Regions from separate parts of the Anser cygnoides genome. Here region 1 is linked to region 2. The links are chromatin contacts, called in public Hi-C maps. All regions are on one chromosome and are shown on one strand. Each heading gives the region's core, a stretch centred on a gene start, on an enhancer-like site or on the middle of the called end of the contact. The rest is flanking DNA. Distances are from core to core; before and after follow the strand shown.

Region 1 (4,364 bases), core at 766-3,265, 330 kb before region 2:
TTTGGTTTGTTTAAGACTCTAGGAGGTTTTTCATTTAAAATTAAGGGAAAAAAATCCGGTGCAACAATCTGAAAACTAGAAATTACAGGGATATTCTATCAATTGCATCATTACCCTTTAAAGGAAAAAAAAAAATTGAACTGCACATTTCCTCGAGCAAGCTTTGATGCTGCTGCACTTGAGCCTTCCTGCTGTACCCCGATATTCTGCAGGCTGTTTCCAAATATCTCTTCCTCCTCCTCCTCCTTCTGGGCAGCCACAGCAACGCTGGCTGCCCGTACCAGCCAGGCTTCACGGACCAGTTGTTTGGGAATGCTAAAAAGTCTTTTACATTAGGTCAGGAGGAAAGAGACAAGAAGAGTTTCTGAAAGGGTAAAAAGCAGGAGTTAGGTAAAACTAAGAAGCAAGAACCTTTGTGAGGACTGGCAGCACGGCTTTGAGCACAGAGCGTACCGACTCAGCCTGTGCATAAAGCTGTTTGTACACACGCAACTGATACCAACGTAATGCGGGAAACAAAAAGTTATCTTAGGGTATTATTAGAAGCTCCGCTCTGAAAAACACACTAACCAGGGACACCGCACGTGGAAGTTTTCAGTAAGTTAATACAATTGTGACAAATAATGGGAATGCAATAAGGACCTCGCTCATTAGAGAGCCTAACCTAAGCTTTGCATCTCCCACAGTTTACAGCAGCGTGCTGTAGGACCGCGTAATTAAGGAGAAACCCTTCCAGGCAGCTTTCCTCCCCGAAAGGGGAGCCACCACTCCGGGCAGGCTCCAAGACGACTTTCCTGTAGCACGTCTCCCTGGCATAAATAACAATTTACATGTCTAAATGCCACTCAAACCTACCATCAGACGGCGCAGGAATAAAAAAGCAAGGCAGCGAGAGCTTACCGAAAGGTACAGACGCTTCACGGAGCTGCTGAGGAGCTGGAGGAACACCTCATGGGGTGAAAGAAATACTCGAAGGGATGAAATGCGTTTCAGTCCCCGTCTGTCAGAAACACATCTGAGGTGTGTACAAGATGTCCAAGAGCAGCACGCCACCACCCAGCAACCCCTTTATGCCGCTGTTTTCACTGACACATCACTCCTTTAACTGGATAAAGCTCGACTTCCCCAAAAGCCCTACCCTATGGCTGCAGACCGACGGGATCGCCCCCTTGATGGGAAGAGCAGGGTGGACTTACACACGATTTTTGCTTGCTCCTGAGGGGTTTCCCCCACCCAACCCGCTAGGGGACAGCCCAGGAAGCAAAACCCGAGCCCTCACGACGGATCACGGTCGCCGAGGCGAGAATTTGGACTTTCTGCACTAAGCGAGGAAAAGGCCGGCTTTTAGGCGCCCACCCGCGAGCAGCAGGCGCGGCCCGCCGCACTACGAGAAACGGGGACGCCGCGAAAATAAAGTAAAATAAACTAAAAGCCCCCAAACGAGGCCACCTCCCGCCGCGGGTGGAAGGGGCACGGCGCCCGTAAGCCGGGCAGGGGGCGAGGCCGCACCCGAGGCGCCGCCGCCGGGGCCCGCAGCCCGGGGCCGCCCCCGGTCCGCAGCCCGGGGAGGCTCCGCCGCCGCCACCGCTCTCACCCGCTGGGCGCTGCCGGCTCCGGGGGGCCCGGCCCGGCTCCGGGGGGCCGAGAGGGGGGCTTCAGGCGGGCGGCTCCGCTCCTGGGCCGCGCCGGGCGGGGAGTTTCCTGCCTGAGTCACCGGGAGCGGGAGCCGCGCAGGGAAACACCCTTCCTGCCGCTCCAGCTCCTCCTCCTCCTCCTCCTCGTCCCGCCGCCGCGGCCCTTTCTCCCTGCCCGGCCCTCCGGTTCGGCCTCCCCTGACGAGATGAGGGTGTTGGCTGGAGCTTCTGTTGTGTTTACACACAAAAAGGCAGCGCCCGCCTCGGGGCCATACTCAAAGGGAGAGCCTGGGCCACCCCCCGGCCCCCCCGTGTGTAAAATCAACGCCTCGGTTTCTTTTTTTCTCCTTCCACTTTACCTCTTCGGCAGTAAGGGTCAAGGATCGGACCTGAAAGAATGAGAGGGGAGGCACCAGAAAACCCCTTAAGGATATTTCCTCTAGGTGGTGCTCACGTACGGCCCTCGTCCCGGCTGAAACGCCCCGGCTACTGGGAACTAAAAGCAGGAAAACCCAGAACAGCGATTTTCGCTGGGTGGCGACAACCTCCCTGCTGTGTTTTTTCTGTAAAACGCACGGTGGACTTGCTCATTTTAAAAGCTGCTTACGTTTTTTTCCACTTCACGTTCTCCCATTTCGAGTTCTGGTTCTTCAAGATTCATCAAATGAACATAGATGCTCTATCATAACATGAAACTGCTTCATTAAAGTTTGTCAAAATTGCTATTTTAGGGTAGGCAGAATGCAATACCGTATATATATACGAGTTACTGACAACGTAGAGCTTGGAAACTTCCAAACAATTTTGATTTTTCCTCAAAGCCTATTTGCTTTTGGTGTGACTACTGTGAGTTGCATCCAACATTTACTCTTGAAAAGTTTCTGCAAGCATTAGCAAACTGCACAGCATTGCTGTAGCAAGCACTTTTATGTCTTTGCTTCTAACAGCTGTTAGTAGGACACTGTCACTACTGGGTTTTTGTGCTGAGAACAATTAATTATTCCTTTACTTGATTTTTTTTTCCCCAAATGACTTCCCACTGTACTAAGTTTCCTTAAACAGCTTTTTTCATTTTTTTTTTTTTTTTTGCAATATCATCTACAAGGAAGCCTTCGGAAAGTGGGAATAAGTTGCTGAGCCCCGTAATTATCATCACTTCAAGTACCGTCTCATCACATTATTCCACCCATTCCACATGATCAATTCCAACAGCCTGTGGAGAAATTACGCATCATTTCAAAATGTTATTACTACCGTTTCACCGTGTTACTGTCATATCTCCAGAGTCCTATTTTTTCCAGTGCTGCATTCAGTGCTAGTCTATTCATCTATGCACGTTTCTTTTCTAGGATGGGGCTGCCGCTGCTTCTCTGTCTGTATGTTTCCATGATGTACTCTGAGTGCATGTATCAAATGAACGAATTTCACCCATCACAGTTCCTGATCAGCCTAGCTCCTAAACCCAGGTCAGTGAGAACTGTAGAAGACAACGAGAGTGAGATGCTTCAGTTTCTGGCTGATACTACACTCTCTTCTACAAACCACTCTTGGGGCAATGTTGTTAAAATAGAAGTTAAAGTTGTTAAAGAACAACTCACCTTTATAATGCAGGATTGCTTTAGTTTCCGTGTCCTGGGTGAGTGCAAATTGACAACAGCTTTGTCTTAGAATCATAGAATCATAGAGTTGGAAGGGACCCTTAAGGATCATCAAGTCCAACTCTTGATACCGCACAGGTCTACCCAAAAGTTCAGACCATGTGACTAAGTGCACAGTCCAATCTCTTCTTAAATTCAGACAGGCTCGGTGCAGTGACCACTTCCCTGGGGAGCCTGTTCCAGTGTGCAACCACCCTCTCTGTGAAGAACCCCCTCCTGATGTCGAGCCTAAATTTCCCCTGCCTCAGCTTAACCCCGTTCCCGCGGGTCCTGTCACTGGTGTTAATGGAGAAAAGGTCTCCTGCCTCTCGACACCCCCTTACGAGGAAGCTGTAGACTGTGATGAGGTCTCCCCTCAGCCTCCTCTTCTCCAGGCTGAACAGGCCCAGTGACCTCAGCCGTTCCTCGTACGTCTTCCCCTCCAGGCCTTTCACCATCTTTGTAGCCCTCCTCTGGACACTCTCCAACAGTTTCATGTCCTTTTTATACTGTGGTGCCCAGAACTGCACACAGTACTCGAGGTGAGGCCGCACCAGCGCAGAGTAGAGCGGGACAATCACCTCCCTTGACCTACTAGCGATGCCGTGCTTGATGCACCCCAGGACACGGTTGGCCCTCCTGGCTGCCAGGGCACACTGCTGGCTCATGTTCAACTTGCTGTCAGCCACAACCCCCAGATCCCTCTCTTCTAGGCTGCTCTCTAGCGTCTCATCGCCCAGTCTGTACGTGCAGCCAGGGTTTCCCCGTCCCAGGTGCAGGACCCGGCACTTGCTCTTATTGAACTTCATGCGGTTGGTGATCGCCCAGCTCTCTAACCTATCCAGATCCCTCTGCAAGGCCTTTCCACCCTCATTCGAGTCCACAACTCCTCCAAGTTTGGTGTCATCAGCAAACTTGCTCAAAATACCTTCTATTCCTACATCCAGATCGTTTATAAAAATATTGAAAAGTACCGGCCCTAAAATGGAGCCTTGAGGGACACCACTGGTGACCGCCCGCCAGCCTGACGCAGCCCCATTTACCATAACCCTTTGGGCCCTGCCCGTTAGCCAATTGCTCACCCATTGTATGA
Region 2 (4,185 bases), core at 644-3,143:
CTTTTCAACTTTTATAGCTATCCTTAAATAGTTTCCAGCTGCAGAAGCTTTCCTTTCTGAAAGATGCTGTCCTGACAAACCTCAGTCCTTACCTGTCAAAACATCAAAGTTTCCTTTGCCAAAAACGAACTTCTTGTCAGGATTTTTTGTAGGAATAATTATTTTATCTAAAACAGTCCAGTTCGGAAGGGTATTTACGAGAGCAACGGCTTCAGCAATCTGTAATTCAGCTTTAGAGACACACACACACAGAAAAAGAAAAAAAAAAAGATTATAATATATCAACTGCTCAAATTGCCAGTAACTACACGACATGTGTGACCAGGGAACAACTATGCTTCACTTAAATTCTACAGGTCCATTTGTTTAACGAGCAGCATAAGGTGCAAAATGCCTTACCTCTAATCAGAATAATTAAACTCCTATTCGATGTAATTTTACTACACCAAAGCATCTTTCTGCCAGTACAAATTATTTTTATGGTTCTTGATTTTGAATTCTCAATTGTATGGTCAATAAATTACTCACCTCTTTGCCTCTACGCTGTACTTTATTCTTAAAAAATAAAATGATTAACTAGCTTTAGATTAAACTGTTATTTTGGATGAGCACAAGGCCACAGGATTAATCCCTCAGTGTTTTGTGGAAATATGTAAAGAACTACTAATACTGCATACCCTGCTTCTTACCACTGGTACCTACTCTTATCAAGGACCTACACTGGCTTCTGACTTGCTAAAGACACAGATTTCAATCTGCTTCATTAGTTGGTATTTTTTTTAAAGCATCTACATGGCAAAGCACTGATTTATGAGGATTTCATGAAATCACGAGGGCTACAAGGGCAAATCAGATCGGTAGATCCAGTTTTGATTTGCCAGACAGAAGATCCTCATTCCATAGGAGCTTCATCATGTTTCTCTAGATAGGAAAACACATTTGATGTATTAAAGAGGTCCAAAAGGTAATATATTTTTAATCATAACCATGATCCTCTTTCTCATCCTATCGATAGCGTTCCTCATAAAGTGCTCATTTTTCTGTTGTAACTCTGGCATTTCAGCATTCACCCCAAATCGTTTCCTTAGACTTCGGGCTCTTCATCTGGAGGGCCTGAACAGATGGAAAGGGCTCACTGCTGTTCTCAAGTACTTTTTTTGGTCAGACGAGTGCTTTCATAATTTTTCCCGCTTGCAAAACGGGAAGGCTTACACAAAGTCTGAAAAGTTAACCATTTTGTTCTGTGAAGGGGTAACGTGTTGTAACGAGCAAGGATAATAAACGGACCGGGGGTGTCCCCAGGAATTATCAGGGCTAATAACGGGGCTGGGGGTGCCCCCAGCAATGAGCAGGGCTGACACCGGGCCCGGGGCTGCCCCCTCCCGCCCACCCACCGGTGGTGAGCTGCGGCTTCTTCGGCCCCCAGCGGACCGCCGGCTGCACCACCGCCACCCGCTGCGCGCCGGGCAGCGGGCCGAGCGGCGAGGGGCCCAGCAGCTCCTCCACACCCTCATCTTCCTCCTCCTCATCTTCCTCTCCATCATCGTTGTCGTCGTCGTCGTCGTCGTCACCGCCCGCCCCTCGCCCCCCGCTGCCCGCCCGCGGCGGCTCGCCCCTGTCCGGCGGCCGCTGAGGCGCCCAGCGGCGGAGCGCGGCGCTGAGCGGCCCCCTCAGAGCCGCCGCCCCCCGAGGAGGAGGAGGAGGAGGAGGAGGCGCCGCCGCGGTGGCCGCCCGGCAGCAGCGCAGCATCGGCCGCAGGAGGCGGCCGGGCCCCATGGCGCTGCCCCCCTCAGCGCGGGGCGGGACCGTTACGGCCGTTACGGCGGCCGCGAGGCGGCGGGGCAAAGCGCGCGCCTCGGCCCGCCCCCTGGCGGCAGCGATCCCCGCCGCTGATAGGCCGGGGGGCCGCCGTGATTGACGGCGGGCGGGAGCAGGGAGCCGGCGGCGCGAGCGCGCGATCGACCGTTGGAGTGCGCGTCCCCGTGCCCGTGCCCCTCCCCCCCCACATCCCCTCACAGGCAGGTGAGCGGGGCGGCGCGCGTCCGCGGAGCCTTCTTCCTCCTCCTCCTCCTCCTCCTCCTCCGTCCCCTCAGAGCCGCCAGGGCCGCGCCCGCCGCCCTCGGAAGGGCCCTGAGGGAGGGGGGGGGTCCGGGCAGCTTCCCCCCCGCCCCCCCCCCCCCTCCCCCGCTTCCCCCCCGCCCCCCCCCCTCCCCCGCTTCCCTGACGGAATTAATTCCCCCCGGCCGGCCGTGAGGGGCTTTAGTGAGTGGCTCCGTAATTATCTCGCCCTCTTCTCTCCTCCTGACAGCCCGCTCGGCCCGCCGCCGTGTGATCGCGGGTTTCGGAGCCCCGCCGCGGTGAAGTTTCCTCAGGAGCCCCCTCTCAGCTTGCTGCCAGCGCTGCCGAAATAATGTAGTGGAAATGATAGCCGAGCCCAACGCAGCCAGCAGCCTTCCCAGCCAAAAGTAAGACCTGGCGCCGCTTATTTATTTATTTATTTATTTATTTATTTATTTTGGGGTAAATTCGGGCGCTGTCCCTTAAATCTGTGTCCTGCAGATAAGTGGGGGAATGAACGTGTCAAATAGGGTGGGAGGGAAGATAAAGGGGATTGGCTGTGTCTTGTTACCAACCTCTGCATTTTGTTTCCTTTCCCTTTCATGTATTGTTTAGCATCTTCTAAATGTTGCTTTATGCTGATGTGCAGGGAGGTTGGCCTTACAAGCTTCTCTGTGCCCTGTTCACTACTGTGCAAGTGAACCTAGTTTGAATAAAAATGGGCAGATTTATAGTCTGAGTGGGTGTGTTCACTCCAGTGACAGATTTAAGGTGCTGAGAGGGAAGAGTACCAAGTTATCTGTAGCCTATCTGTTGGCATTGCATATTCCTTGTTGCCTTAGAGCAGGGGGAGAGGATGTGCTTCTCCAGAGCTGCTTTCATCAGGGGTATGTCAAGTCTTCCCCCTTCAGAGGCTGTGTTTTCAGTCATCAGTTGAGGCGATCTATAAATCAAATGCATTCATACTGTTTATAGAATGGGATAGGTAAGGAGAAAGAGCAGATACAAATAAATAATTAAGTTACTAAATTTGAGCATATCTTGTGTAGTTTTGAAGAGTGAAACTTCTTAGATATCTAGTCTTGCTAGCTTTGAGCTCATTGTAGCCTGGTCTTTCCTCAACTCGTCACCTTCAAGCAAGTGTGCACCAGGTCTTTTGCTTTGTCAGGCTCTAAGAGGTGCTTTCCTTGTAGGCCATGATGACAATCAGTGTAGCTTGCCAAATGTCCTTTCCCAAATGTTTCATCTGAAGAAAACCTTTTAGTTTCAAACGTGACAGGTAGGTGCCTGGCAATTGTTTAGCTGAGCTTCTTATTGTTGGGTGATTTTTGTTGCTTCTAAAAGGTGAAGCAGTTGCACTGGAATTTGTGATTTAGAAAATCTACAAATGGGATTAACCCAGTAACGTAGATTAATTGTTCCTTTTAGACAGCTAAAAGAATAAGCTATGCTGGCGTGAAAGAGGTAGCTTTCTTTTTACGAGTGAGTCTCTTAAGTCTGCTCCAAATATTTATGAAAATGAGAAACTCAAAAATTTTCACAATAGCATTGTGTGAGGACTAGAAGAAGGGCTTTGCTTCCTTCCTGCTTCAAGTTTGTTTTTTTTTAATCTCATCAGTAACACTTCCAGTGCTAGTGAAAGGGCTGTATTGTGGCAGGAATGTAAGGTAAAAATGTGCCTGCGAGCCATATGTCGCAGGGTCTAAAGGTCAAAAGTATGATGAGATAGGAATGGAATTCCACCTCCTGTGCTTTCTTACCGTTTGCTGATGGAGACAAAGTAAATGGCTGGCAACGGTTCCTTACAGTGCACAAGGAAGTGAGTTTAGGTATGCCAAAACACTTGGTGTGGTGTTGACAAAAAAAAAGCAAAAGAAAAGCTTGTGATTATGTCAAACTTTGTCAAACCTACTGTTGTACTCAAGTAGTTGAAAAGATGTTAAATGGAGTTACGCATAAGGATCACTGCAGTAGTGTTCACATCATCCTTAGGATTAAATAGACTAGTTCCTATTTTGCTCAAGAAGACAAGAGGATGTCTTAATTCTTTTTATAGCTTCTTCAACAGAACTCTAGTTGTGCAGATGAAAACTCAGGGGAAATACCTAAGTGGCTTCATATGGTTCA

Evidence for each region. Hi-C and Micro-C count contacts between places; a contact is called where the count stands out from the background.
Region 1: a contact with region 2 is called in a Hi-C map of liver, with 9 times the contacts expected there. The contact joins the promoter of CYFIP1 here to the promoter of LOC106035704 in region 2. A contact is called at or near these places in 2 of 7 Hi-C or Micro-C datasets (both in liver).

Annotation. Positions count from the first base shown.
Region 1 is chr1:139,839,979-139,844,342 of Taihu_goose_T2T_genome, reverse strand. CYFIP1 (cytoplasmic FMR1 interacting protein 1) reads right to left here and starts at 2,015. Exons shown (of 31, transcript XM_013180689.3): 1 at 1,994-2,015.
Region 2 is chr1:139,514,051-139,518,235 of Taihu_goose_T2T_genome, reverse strand. LOC106035704 (cohesin subunit SA-2-like) reads left to right here and starts at 1,893. Exons shown (of 31, transcript XM_066983138.1): 1 at 1,893-2,022; 2 at 2,309-2,465. The coding sequence starts at 2,422. It overlaps GTPBP6 (GTP binding protein 6 (putative)), which reads right to left and starts at 1,911. Exons shown (of 10, transcript XM_048051173.2): 1 at 1,395-1,911; 2 at 93-230. The coding sequence starts at 1,776.